Linked DNA regions of Pan troglodytes: regions 1, 3 and 4 are each linked to region 2. Evidence: chromatin contacts called from public Hi-C and capture Hi-C data. All regions are on one chromosome and are shown on one strand. Each heading gives the region's core, a stretch centred on a gene start, on an enhancer-like site or on the middle of the called end of the contact. The rest is flanking DNA. Distances are from core to core; before and after follow the strand shown.

Region 1 (2,700 bases), core at 50-2,549, 430 kb before region 2:
TTAACAAGCACACTGAACCAGCTGACAGATGGTTTTCAGGGGACCTTCATTTTAAAGAATGTGTTCAAGTGCCTCAACAAACCTTATAAAGTAGGTTAGGTGGTCTGTGCCCCAGAATTAACGACAGACTCGACATTGACTGGAGACAGAGCTCAGAAGCACACACAAGCACTCCAACCTGTTTGTCAATCTGCCATCATGACAGCCTAGGTATACAGAACAGTCATGAAATGTGTTTAGAACAGTGCCAAAATCAGGCTCACCACTATACCGAAAAGGAAAGTAAGTTCACGGGATGCATTTGGTACACAGTAGACTGGGGTGTCATACAATTAAAACAGGCTTTCAAATGAAACGTAAAATCTATTGGCAGTCCTGACATGGTATAATACTTTAAAAGATAAGACAAACTCACAACCCTAACACTACTTAAGCAACAGTTCACAGTGTCCCTTCAAAAATGCTGGAAAGAGGCAACAGAACACGGAAACTATAAGGACACCTAAAAAGACACCCTGGAAAGCTTAAGACAAAGCCAATGCCGCGGGGCCCTGGAAGCAGACCTCGGGCAATATGCCTGCCCAAAGCCATCAGCCGCCTCGGAGGGCGTGCGGGCACCCAACTGCCTCTGCCCTAGGCCTCTCTGCTCCGCAGGATCCCCGCGAGGATCAGCTGCAACGAGGGATGCCTCCTGAGCCCGCTGCCACGCGAACTCCGGGAGGGAGGAGAGCAAGCGGTGTAGCTGAGGCGGAACCGGGGCGCGGGGGCAGCCGGACCCAGCCAGCGCTCTCCCGGCGCCAGCCGCCCAGAGGCGGCACGGCTAGAAGCCCAGTGAAGCCCGGACCCGCGAGGCCCCGTTGCTCCTCACCTTCAGGGTCCGCAGCGCCGCGCTCAGCATCAGCTGCTGCGGCGGCCACCGCCCACGCCGTCCGGCAGCGACCAGCGGTGCTGTCCCGACCCAGAACCCCGCCATTGTTGTCTCCGCAGACCGCCCCTCTGCTGACCTCTCACACAGCCGGAGGGGGTGGAGAAGGGGAGCGCAGGAGCTCCGGCAAATCACGAGCCAGAAACCCGATGCCCCGCCCCCTAACTTGCGTAAAGGGGAGGGTGAGTGGTCGGCCAGATCCGCCGGATCCGGGATCCGGGAGTCGCGCTAGGACCTGGAGGGCTAGTCGGCGGGCTGCGCGTCCGGCCGCTAGCGGAGCTGGAGGCCACCGGCCAGAGCCGACCCCAGGAGTGAGAGAGACAGGGGCGCGCGTGAGTTCCGGCGGCCTGCACCGGGCAAACCCGTACCTTCCCAGCATAGGCTCAGCAACCCACGTGCATCCAGGCCGGTTAATGTCATTGAGTCACTTCCGCGCCTTGGCCACCCTGGAGTCCCGAGAATCCGAAGTTCCAGACAAATGCCCAAACTACATTCCTACATGTTCGAAAGCGTAAATTGCAAAGCACAAATCCAGGTAAGGTTTTTAACGACTATAATAACACATAAAAAGTTCTAGGACTGGAAATCAGAGATCCGAGCTCAAGTCCTACCTCTGCCACTTAATATGTGTGTGTGAAAGAAATTAGCCACAACTAGAGTCAGTCTTTGTTGCTCGCAAGCAGAAACCCTTGTTAGTACAACTACTGGCCAGGCGCAGTGGCTCACGCCTGTAATCCCAGCACTCTGGGAGGCCGAGGCGGGAGGATAACCTGAGGTCAGGAGTTGGAGACCAGCCTGGACAACATGCCGAAACCCCGTCTCTACTAAAAAATACAAAAATTAGCTGGGCGTGGTGGCGCACTCCTGTAATCCCAGTTACTCGGGAGGAGGCTGAGGCAGGAGAATTGCTTGAACCCTGGAGGTGGAGGTTGCAGTGAGCCGGATCATGCCACTACACTCCAGCCTGGGTGACAGAGCAAACTCCGTTTCGAAAAATAAAATAAAAATTAGTGCAACTATTAAGGGCCGGGCCGTGTGCTAGAGCCTCAGATTCCCTCTTACTTGAGAGTTTACAAGAACCTTAATGGAGTATATATTATTTCCATTTGGAGAAACTGAAACTGTAGCAGGGTAAAGTCAATCAGCGAGTAAAAGGTCAAACTAGGGTTTGAACCCAAATCTGGCTGCCTTGAGGGACTGGGCTCATGTTTTGCTATATTATGGAAATTTTAAAATATATACAAAAGAGATAAAATTGCACTATGATCACCCAGATACCCATTACACCGCGTCAACGAATCAACATTTTGTCCATCTTGTTTCATCTATTCCCCTTTTTATTTTGTGCAGGAATATTTTAAAGCAAATCTAAGACATCAGACCACCTCATCTATAAACACATCAGTATTGGGGGTTCTCCTCTTAACTACTTTGCATCTCCTGCAGAGTCACCTTGAGAGAGTTACAAAGCTAGGAATGGCCTAGAGTACACTACAGCATGGTAAATGCCCAAAGAGAGAGAAATAAAATGGGGATATCAGAAAGGTGACATTTAATGGAATTTTAGAATGTAAGTAGGGACTTTTGTGACAAAATGAAAAGGATTATCAATTTTACAGGACTTCTCACTTATGTACCTCAGTCTTCATTCATTTTCTACCTGGGAAACTTGCTTTTCTTTTTTCTTTTGTTTTTTGTCTTTTCCCCATGTTTTACCCTTTGGATTAGTTTTCCTTAGGCCCTATTTGTTTTTCTTATAGGAGTTCTTTTTATGA
Region 2 (2,700 bases), core at 170-2,669:
GTCTCCACAGGCAAGGGAAGTTTTTTTAAAAATGCGTGTGTGGCCTTATTATTGAGTTTTTTAAATCCAGGTGATATTATGCCCAGAAATCGCCCCCTGGTTCACAGAAGAGAGACTGCTAACGCCACCCAGGTCTGTACAGCAGGCCCCTGCCCAGAGAATGCTGCTTTATTTCCACATATCAATTATTTATGCCGCCAAACAGGTTTTTGATAGAATCCTAGTGGTTTTAATTGGCTTCTGGTGACTATTACTATATAATACCTTTAAAATATCATCTACCTTATGATGGGAAAATAAAACTATGCCAATATGTAAGTTTTAACGGCATGCATTAATTTTTAAACTACTCCCGGATGTTTTAGGATTTCATGCCAATAAAGAATAGGGCATAGTATTCCTGGCATCATTAAATAAATGACTTTTGCCAACATCAACAAGCAAACAATAGAAAACAGGACTCCACCAACAAATGAAAAGGGGGTGTCAAAAAATTCAAGCCTGGCTTTTTGCATATGTAGTGAAACTGAAGGCACTTCCCCAGCAAGTATTGAAATGCACAGATAAGAACACAAAAGGCCTTGAAGTGGTTTGAAGGGTCGCAATTTGCTATTAAACACAGCAGATGGAAACCTGTGAAAGTCCACTTAACGGAACTTTTGAATGCTCCTGTGTGAAATCAAGAGTCATGCACAAGTTAGGGCAATCACTGATTCTACAGTTTTATTTTTTTAATTGCACTCTCAGTTTGTTAGAGGAGAAATACACACACACGCGCATATATATACACACACACAGACACACACACACACACACACACATAGCTTAGAGGATGATTTAGAAGAGGAATACTAATCCCCTGTCAGAAATTAAAATGCAAGGGTGAATAGCATGCAACTAAGTACCAGCAAAGAGTAAATATTGGTTATGTTTAGGAAAGAGCATAAAAACAGATGTGATATAAAGTTAGACCTTTCACTTCAAAAAATACTAAGCAACTAGTTCTTTGCCCCTGGGGGAAAAATCTCTTTTAATTATGTAAAAAGTGAAGAGACGGTAGTAGGATTCTTTACCTTTGAATACTAAATTAGGAAACAGCAGCATCAAAGGCAGGCTTGATCTGTTTTGCCTGAAAAATTAATAGGCTTTACAAGTCCTTTGCAATGGAGTCTAGGATTGCATAAAAAAAGAGGCTCTGGTGACACCAGCAGTCCCAGGAACAAAATGCAGCTGTGAAGGCGGGTTGGGGGTTGGGAGAGGGTTTTTGTTGTTTGGTTTTGGGGGATTTTTTTTTTACTTTTCTTTAATCAAAATGGATAAACCCGGCTGCCGAAACTCCGCAGAGAACCTGCTCTGCCCGAGGCTTCCTCCCCACCCCACCCCCTTGTTCCTGTCCACACCCCGCCCCGCTGCCTGTGGCCGAGGCCTGTCGCCGGGCTGGAGGGCCTGGCTACCCCAACTCCGCGGTTTCAAAGCGCAGAGAGTTGAAAGGAGGGGAGGCCGGCGTGGGGGAGAGGGACACCGGAGGAAACGCCTCAGAGTCCCCGGCAGCCTCGGGGTTTCGCGATGGTTCCCTCCTGGTCCCTCCTGGAAGTGGGAGGCGGACCCTGCGCTTTGCAGCAGAAACTTTCTGGGAGCCTGGAATTCTTGTCACCCGGTCCGCGGTCTCTCCAGCAGTGGGAGGAGCGCTGAAGGTGGTGATTACTATCGACAAACCTAAAATTCTTTCTCTTGAGAGCCCCCACACTATTCACCCCGAGTGGGCCTGCGGATGAAGCTGCTGGTGCCAAAAAGGGTAGGAGGGGGCGCCATGGCAGTCCCCTGCCGGCGGCCCCTTATGAAACCGGGCCGGTTGCTCTGCAGAGCGCACGCAGGCGGCCTTCTGCTCGCACATCGAACTGGCATCCTCGTCTTTTGTCCATGACGTCCCTGTGCCCCACTGCTGCAGCCGAGAGGGACCGGGGCACCAGCGGGCAGGGAGGGCTGGCGCGCCCCGCCAGGTCAATAGCAGGAAACCCCGAAGGCAGGGCGAGGAAGGCACGGGCTTGGGTTCTGCCCCGGACTGCGAGGAAACATGGAGACGCAGGGCGAGCAGCTCCTAAGGAAGCCGACTTGGCTTCTGTTCCTGGGAAAAGCGGATCAAGAAACTCGCTGAAGACCACTATTTACAGATGAGCCACAGCAGAGCTGCTTAATTCACTCAATAACAAACCTTAATTGCTCAAAACAAAGCAGCTAAGTCTCTTTAGAGTGCTTCAAAGGCCCTTCACATTGTAACTTGCAATATAAAATGTATGCAATATTTCCAAAAAAGAAAAAAAATTCAGAATCAAGGATAAAGTTAGAACTTTACCTTAATCTTCTTTTAAAGAGTTTAATTTTTTCCCCATCTCCCCCTCTAATTAGGTCAAAATTTAGATGTTATTATGATCTAACTACAATCTGTTTATTTTACTGCCTTTTTAAAAGAAAAGAGACATTTGTGCCTTAATCCTAAAAAGCCCCAAATCTGAATTTAAAAGAATAACATTATTGGACAATTATATGGAAAGTCAAGAAAGATTTTTGAAAGAACTATCAAAAGACAATATTTATATAGAATTCAAGCATTAGCGGTGAGCCTGACACAGCAAAACCATTGTATTTTCCACTAGTTTTGTTTTGCTCTATACAGCTGTGTTTTCACAGATGCAAAGCCAT
Region 3 (2,700 bases), core at 154-2,653, 320 kb before region 2:
CCTTTTGTGGATCTTGAGGTTCTCGGAGCGCGCGAAGACTTTGCCACAGCCCGGGAAGGGGCAGGGGAAGGGTTTCTCGCCTGTGTGCACGCGGATGTGGTTGACCAGTTTGTATTTGGCCTTGAAGGGCTTGCCCTCGCGCGGACACTCCTCCCAGAAGCAGACGTGGTTGCTCTGCTCCGGGCCGCCGACGTGCTCCACGGAGACGTGTGTCACCAGCTCGTGCATGGTGCTGAAAGTTTTGTTGCAGCTCTTCTTGGGATTGCTCAGCTGCTCGGGGTCGATCCACTTGCAGATTAGCTCCTGCTTGATGCACTGCTGCCGCATATAGCGGAAAAAGGCACCGGGGTGGTGGTGGTGGTGGTGGTGGTGGTGGTGGGCCGCGGCTGCTGCCATGTTCATACCCATGTTCATATTCATGGGGCCGTACTGGTTGTGGAGTTGCGCCGCCGAGTAGGGGTCGGTCCGCGGGCTGGCCACCTGGCGGTATTGCTCCGAGCGCCCGAACACCTCGCCGGGCAGCCCGAGGCGCATCTGCCCGTTGAGCACATTCTGCGAGCCGTGCGGCCCGTGCTGCTCTGGCAGGCCCGGGAAGAGGAGGTGGCCCTGCGCGTCCGAGTGCGCGTGGTGCAGGCCGCCCGCGCCCGGCCCGAACAGCCCGTGCTGCCCGCCGCCCGGCGCCGAGTCCCCGAAGCCGCGGCTGCGGAACAGGAAGTCCCGGGTGGAGTTGAAGGGCGGCCCAGAGTAGGAGCCAACGTGCGCGGCGTGGGGCCCGAGCGCTGCGGCCGCAGCGGCAGCCGCAGCGGAGCCGGGGTAGGCGCCGGGGCCCTGCGACGTGAACGCCGAGCTCTGGCCCGGGGACAGCTCGTGCGCGCCCGGGTTGAGCTTGAAGGCTCCCATGTGCGCGGCGGCGGAGTCAACGAAGCCGTTCTGCGCCGCCGCCAGGCTCAGTTCACGGTCCTGCATCTCGGCGGCAGCCGCCGCCGCCGCCGCGGCGGAGTGGTGATGGTGGCGCGCGAAGCTGCCCACCCCGATGGCCGGGAACTGCGGACCCGCGTCCAGGAGCATGGCCAGCGCGCCCGCCCGCCCCTGCGAGCCCTGCGCCTCCGCGCCGCCTCGACTCCCGCTCCCGATCCGCGCGGTGCGTCCGGCGGCCACCGGGCTCCAGGCGCAGGCGGCGGTGGTGGCGGCCGCTTCAGCCCTGGGAGCCGCTCTCCTGCGCCCGCCGCCTCCGCCGCCGCCTGGATCTGCCTCGGGCGGCCGGGCGCGTAGCGAAGGCGCGGAGAGGAAGAGGAGGAGGAGGCGGCGGCGCGGGAGGAGGAGGAGGAGGTGGAGGAGGAGAAGAGTCCAAAGCCAGGCAGAGAACCAAAGTGTATTAAAGGAGCTGCGGCGGGGGCGGGCGGGCAGGGCAGGGGAGGGCGGGCGGGAGGAGGGAGCCGGAGGGAGGTGTGGGGAGCCGAGAGGAGAGGGGGGCTACCGGGGGGCGAGCGCCGCGCCGCAGCCCCCACCCCTGCGCGCACCCGCGCGCGCACGCACACACTCACTCGCACGCCCAGCGGACCCGGAGCCCGGCCGCGCCGAGCAGCGCCGGTAGAATGCAGTCACAACCGCGGCAGGGCCACGGTGCCCGAGCGCGGCGGCCGTGCGCACGCCAGGCAGACGGGCGAGGAGAGGACCGAGGCGAGCTCCGCGCTCGGCACCCGGGGCCAGCGCACCAGCGGCTCCACCTGACCGCGGCGGGGGCGCCGGGGCGGCAGGCGGAGTCCAGGCGTCCTCTCCGCGGCGCTCTGCGGCGACAGCTCCCTCCCCCGCGGCCCTACTCGCGCCGCCCCGCGCGCGGCGGGTATTGTTCGGAGCCGCGGCCGCAGTGTTTAGCCCTCCTCGGCCTCGGCGCTTGGCATTGGCTGCGCCTCGCGTAGTAAACTTGCAGTGGCCACGAATTTCCTCAGATGAAGGCAGCAGCCGCGCCGCTCCCCCTTTCTTTAAGTTGTGCCGGAGGAGGAGGCGGGGGAGTAGGGGGGAGGGGGATGTGGGAGGGGAGAAAGCGAGCAGGGGGAGGGGAGGAGGGGGAGGCTGGGCTGAAAAACAATAACAACAATAAAAAAGTGATCTCTCGCTCGCCTCCTCCCTCCCGCCGGTCGGGCCTGGGCGCTGGGCCCGGAACTAGTGACCGCGCCGCGTGGACCCAGCGCAGTCCGCGACCCGAGGGAGTGTGAGGCCCAGGCGGGCTCCCAGGTCTCGGCTGCGGTGGGCTGCGTTCGCCACCGCCTCCGTTGATTTCGATGGGCGCCGCCAACGCTGCAGCGGCAGCCTTTTATTTTTTATTTTTTGTCTCCTCCTTTTCCTCTCCCCTCCCCCCGCACCCCCTAGTCTCCCGCCCCGGCCTCCCTCCCTCCCTCCAGCTCGAGGCCGGGCCCCCCGGTCAAACCGCCCCTTTAACGGCGGCTCCCGCCCTCCCGGCGCCGCGATTGGCCGCCGCGGCCTAGTCAGTCCCGCGCCCCCGCCCCGCTGCCGGGCCCGCCCCTCAGTCCTCGCGCTCCCTGAGCTGCTGCCGGCTCAGGCAGCCGCCGAACGTGCCCGTGGGCCCGGCCTGCCATCCTGCCGCGCTTCTCCCGAGACCTCGGCGCCGCGGCTTCTAGTCCTGGCCGACCGCGGCGCTCCCGGGAGCCGGGCGTCCAGCGTGGCTCGGACGCGGGCCCG
Region 4 (2,700 bases), core at 111-2,610, 300 kb before region 2:
TGGGGAAGGTTTTGGAGACCATTGTGGTTTTACCCACCCAGTAATCTATCATCTGTCATCTCTCTATCTGTCTATGAAATGGGACAAGAGGTGCTGGCCACTAATATTTTTAAATCCCAGTTGGGTTAGGAAATCCAGCTCCTGGGGAGGGGGCAGGGGAGACATCTGGTTTCTCAAGTGATCACCTTAAACCAGCAGAAAAGAAGGCTGATCACAAGGCAAACAAAACAACCCAGCCGCTTATTATTAATGGCACTTTCATCCCCTCACATCACTCCTGGCCTGCCAGTCCACCCACAGTGTAGCAAAACAGGACGCCCAGCCACGGAAGCCTTCCAGGTCTGGAGGCACAGGCAGGCCGGCAGGAGACCCTAGGTGAAACTGCCCTGGGGACCCCAGTACACTTCCCCTCTGTAGATAAAAACTCAGCCCCACACCCACGCACTCCCCGAGCACACATTAACATACACTGCAAGTGCCTAATCAGGCAGGGAGAAGTTCAAAGCCATGTTTTTTTTCTTTTGGAAATTCAAACTACTGCTTCTATGGTCCATCCGCGCGGGGCGTCAGGATCGCTGTGGCAGTGGGCAGGGCCAGGGGAGTCGCCGGCAGAGGGGCCACTGTGATTCGAGACAGTCGATGAGACACAGCTGCAGTGACCTTTTTACTTTCATGCCAAGTTACTTCAGTCCACTTGCACCTCATCAGAAATTTTATATATATATATACATATATATATACATATATATATACATATATATATATATATATTCAGCGTTTAAGATTCTTCCATAGAACCTCCTAGCTTGAGAGAAAGGGGAGAGAAAGAATGAAGAAAGGAGGATAGGAGCGGAGGAGAGTCGGGGTGGGGAGTGGGTGATGTTCGAAGGGTGGGGGAGAGGGGCAGGGGCGCCAGAGCCCCAGCTCCTCTTCCTTCCCTCCCCACCTAAGTACTTTTATTTGCAGAGCGATTGTTCTTTGTTTATTTAATACAAGTACTGTGTGAATGGTGAAAAATAAACACGATGAAAAATAACCAAACAGATGATTCCTCCGAGTGAAAAAGCCCGGACTTAATAAAAGTGCGAAGCAGTCACCGCTGAATGAGAAACCCTTTGAAGTGGAACTTATTATAGGAGGAATACTTTGGGGTTGCCTTAACGACGCCGCTGAATCGAAAGCGCTCGCCTTTGTCAGCGATTTGTTCTCCTTTGCTGGGGTGCCCGGAGAAATTACTTACATGGGCTGCCTTAACATGCAGCCTGCAAATCAGTAACTTTGCAGCTCAGACTCGCAGACGCCACTCGGCTGCGGACAAAAAGAGTCAGGGGGGAAACGCACCAACCTTTCACGCCGAGGCTCTGGGGCTGGGGGCGCACGGGCGTGTTGGGGTCGGCAGATAAGAAGTTGTATCACAACGCCCCGCCTCGTCCAGGCTTCCCTCTTCTTCCCTCTGCACCCCCTCGCCAGTCCGGGCTGGGGCTCTGCGGGCCCGGACTCCGCTCGGTGGCAGCGGAGGCCCGGCTCCTCCAGGGCCCACCGGCGAGGGGCGCTCTAGGGCGCGCGGCCGGACGCGGGACTTTCCCAGCAGCTCGGGCCATATTTAATAAGGGTCGTTCATCACCGAGGCGCTTTGAAGGGTCGCCTCCAGCCCTGTGCCCATTAGAAAGGCGGAGGTGACATTTAAACTCCGTTTTCAAGGATCGCGGGGGGATTTCATTGAAAAGGCAACTCGTTTGTCTTATGAGCCTGGAAACAACCCCCTTCTCGCTCCTTTTGACCACATGGCATAACTCAAAAACAATAGTTCAAAAGTGAAATGGCATCGTGGTGTTCATTCGGAGACAGGCCCCCATCTAGCACCAGAGAAAAGGGGTAGTCCGCAAGACAATGTGCTTTTTGTGTCCGACTCTGTCACAAGGTTTGTGTTGTTTGCTTTGGAGGCTGCGCCTGTTATACTTTCCTGAAAGTGCTTGTGTTAAACAAGAGTTATAAGTCATCCAAAACAACAAACATTTTGATTTTCTTTGCCTAAAGGGCTTTCCCTGGCTATGGGCACCGTGAAAAAATAATGTCCTTGCTGAGAAAGGAACACCAGTAGTAGCATTACAAGCGGGCGCATTAAATATTGAATGACACGGGAAAAAGAGCTTGTCGAGGGGCACTCAGCCTTAAAGTCTTTCTTCAACTTTGTCTTCGGTGGCTGCTGGACTATTTAAGATGGTATTAATTAAGGCAGCTTCGGATGCTGCCGAGCCGGTCGGCCCCTCGGCCGCGCTCGGTCAATGGGCCTGTGCCCCCGCGCTCTGCTCACGCGTTGGCTGAGCCGAGTGCAAATGTCACTTCTCATTTGGAGGCTGAAGAGAAGTGCCCATCCTACATTAAGGGCAGCAGGGATGCAGTCAGCAGCAGGCGTTAAAGGAATACGAGGGACTGGGGTGAGGGGAGGGAAGGCGGGAACAAAATGGGAACAGCTGCCCGGGGCGGGGTCGAGAGAGTGCCCCAAGCACAGCTTTTGGCACATTTTGGAGAGCGCCGCTGGCAAACCGGGGCCACGCGGGACTCGCTGGGTTGGAAGACCCCCTCTCTTTCGTCGTTCCTGCGTGGGGAAAATGAAAACTCTAGCTCTGCACAAATCCATTAGGCAGGCTGGCGGGGCGTTATTTTACAAAGGGACTCGCTTCTACAAAGAAAGACAAA

Evidence for each region. Hi-C and Micro-C count contacts between places; a contact is called where the count stands out from the background. Capture Hi-C pulls out chosen DNA fragments and counts their contacts.
Region 1: a contact with region 2 is called in a Hi-C map of stem cell-derived neural progenitor cells, with 2.4 times the contacts expected there. The contact joins the promoter of PCCA here to the enhancer-like site in region 2. A contact is called at or near these places in 2 of 7 Hi-C or Micro-C datasets (induced pluripotent stem cells and stem cell-derived neural progenitor cells) and 1 of 1 datasets of contacts at active chromatin or transcription factors (stem cell-derived excitatory neurons).
Region 3: a contact with region 2 is called in a Hi-C map of induced pluripotent stem cells, with 2.5 times the contacts expected there. The contact joins the promoter of ZIC2 here to the enhancer-like site in region 2. A contact is called at or near these places in 3 of 7 Hi-C or Micro-C datasets (induced pluripotent stem cells and stem cell-derived neural progenitor cells) and 1 of 1 datasets of contacts at active chromatin or transcription factors (stem cell-derived excitatory neurons).
Region 4: a capture Hi-C map of stem cell-derived neural stem cells shows a contact between it and region 2, with 4 times the contacts expected there. The contact joins two enhancer-like sites. A contact is called at or near these places in 2 of 7 Hi-C or Micro-C datasets (induced pluripotent stem cells and stem cell-derived neural progenitor cells), 1 of 1 datasets of contacts at active chromatin or transcription factors (stem cell-derived excitatory neurons) and 1 of 1 other capture datasets (stem cell-derived neural stem cells).

What each region holds. Positions count from the first base shown.
Region 1 is chr14:105,694,778-105,697,477 of NHGRI_mPanTro3-v2.0_pri, reverse strand. It overlaps PCCA (propionyl-CoA carboxylase subunit alpha), which reads right to left and starts at 1,299. Exons shown (of 24, transcript XM_001149000.7): 1 at 869-1,299. The coding sequence starts at 973. It overlaps LOC107967971 (a long non-coding RNA gene), which reads left to right and starts at 1,114. Exons shown (of 2, transcript XR_001708840.3): 1 at 1,114-1,460.
Region 2 is chr14:105,265,435-105,268,134 of NHGRI_mPanTro3-v2.0_pri, reverse strand. All of the region lies in intron 1 of CLYBL (citramalyl-CoA lyase), which reads right to left. Among named protein-coding and RNA genes, the nearest start is that of CLYBL, 52 kb to the right of the region's middle. Within about 2 kb of position 1,419, at least 15 of the 24 cell types and tissues checked have an H3K27ac peak or open chromatin away from gene starts, as enhancers often do. A contact at or near this core is called in induced pluripotent stem cells, stem cell-derived neural progenitor cells and stem cell-derived neural stem cells, where this site is marked.
Region 3 is chr14:105,587,618-105,590,317 of NHGRI_mPanTro3-v2.0_pri, reverse strand. ZIC2 (Zic family member 2) reads right to left here and starts at 1,403. Exons shown (of 3, transcript XM_003314197.7): 1 at 1-1,403. The coding sequence starts at 1,068.
Region 4 is chr14:105,565,906-105,568,605 of NHGRI_mPanTro3-v2.0_pri, reverse strand. No RefSeq gene overlaps it. Among named protein-coding and RNA genes, the nearest start is that of ZIC5, 14 kb to the left of the region's middle. Within about 2 kb of position 1,360, at least 9 of the 24 cell types and tissues checked have an H3K27ac peak or open chromatin away from gene starts, as enhancers often do. A contact at or near this core is called in stem cell-derived neural stem cells, where this site is marked.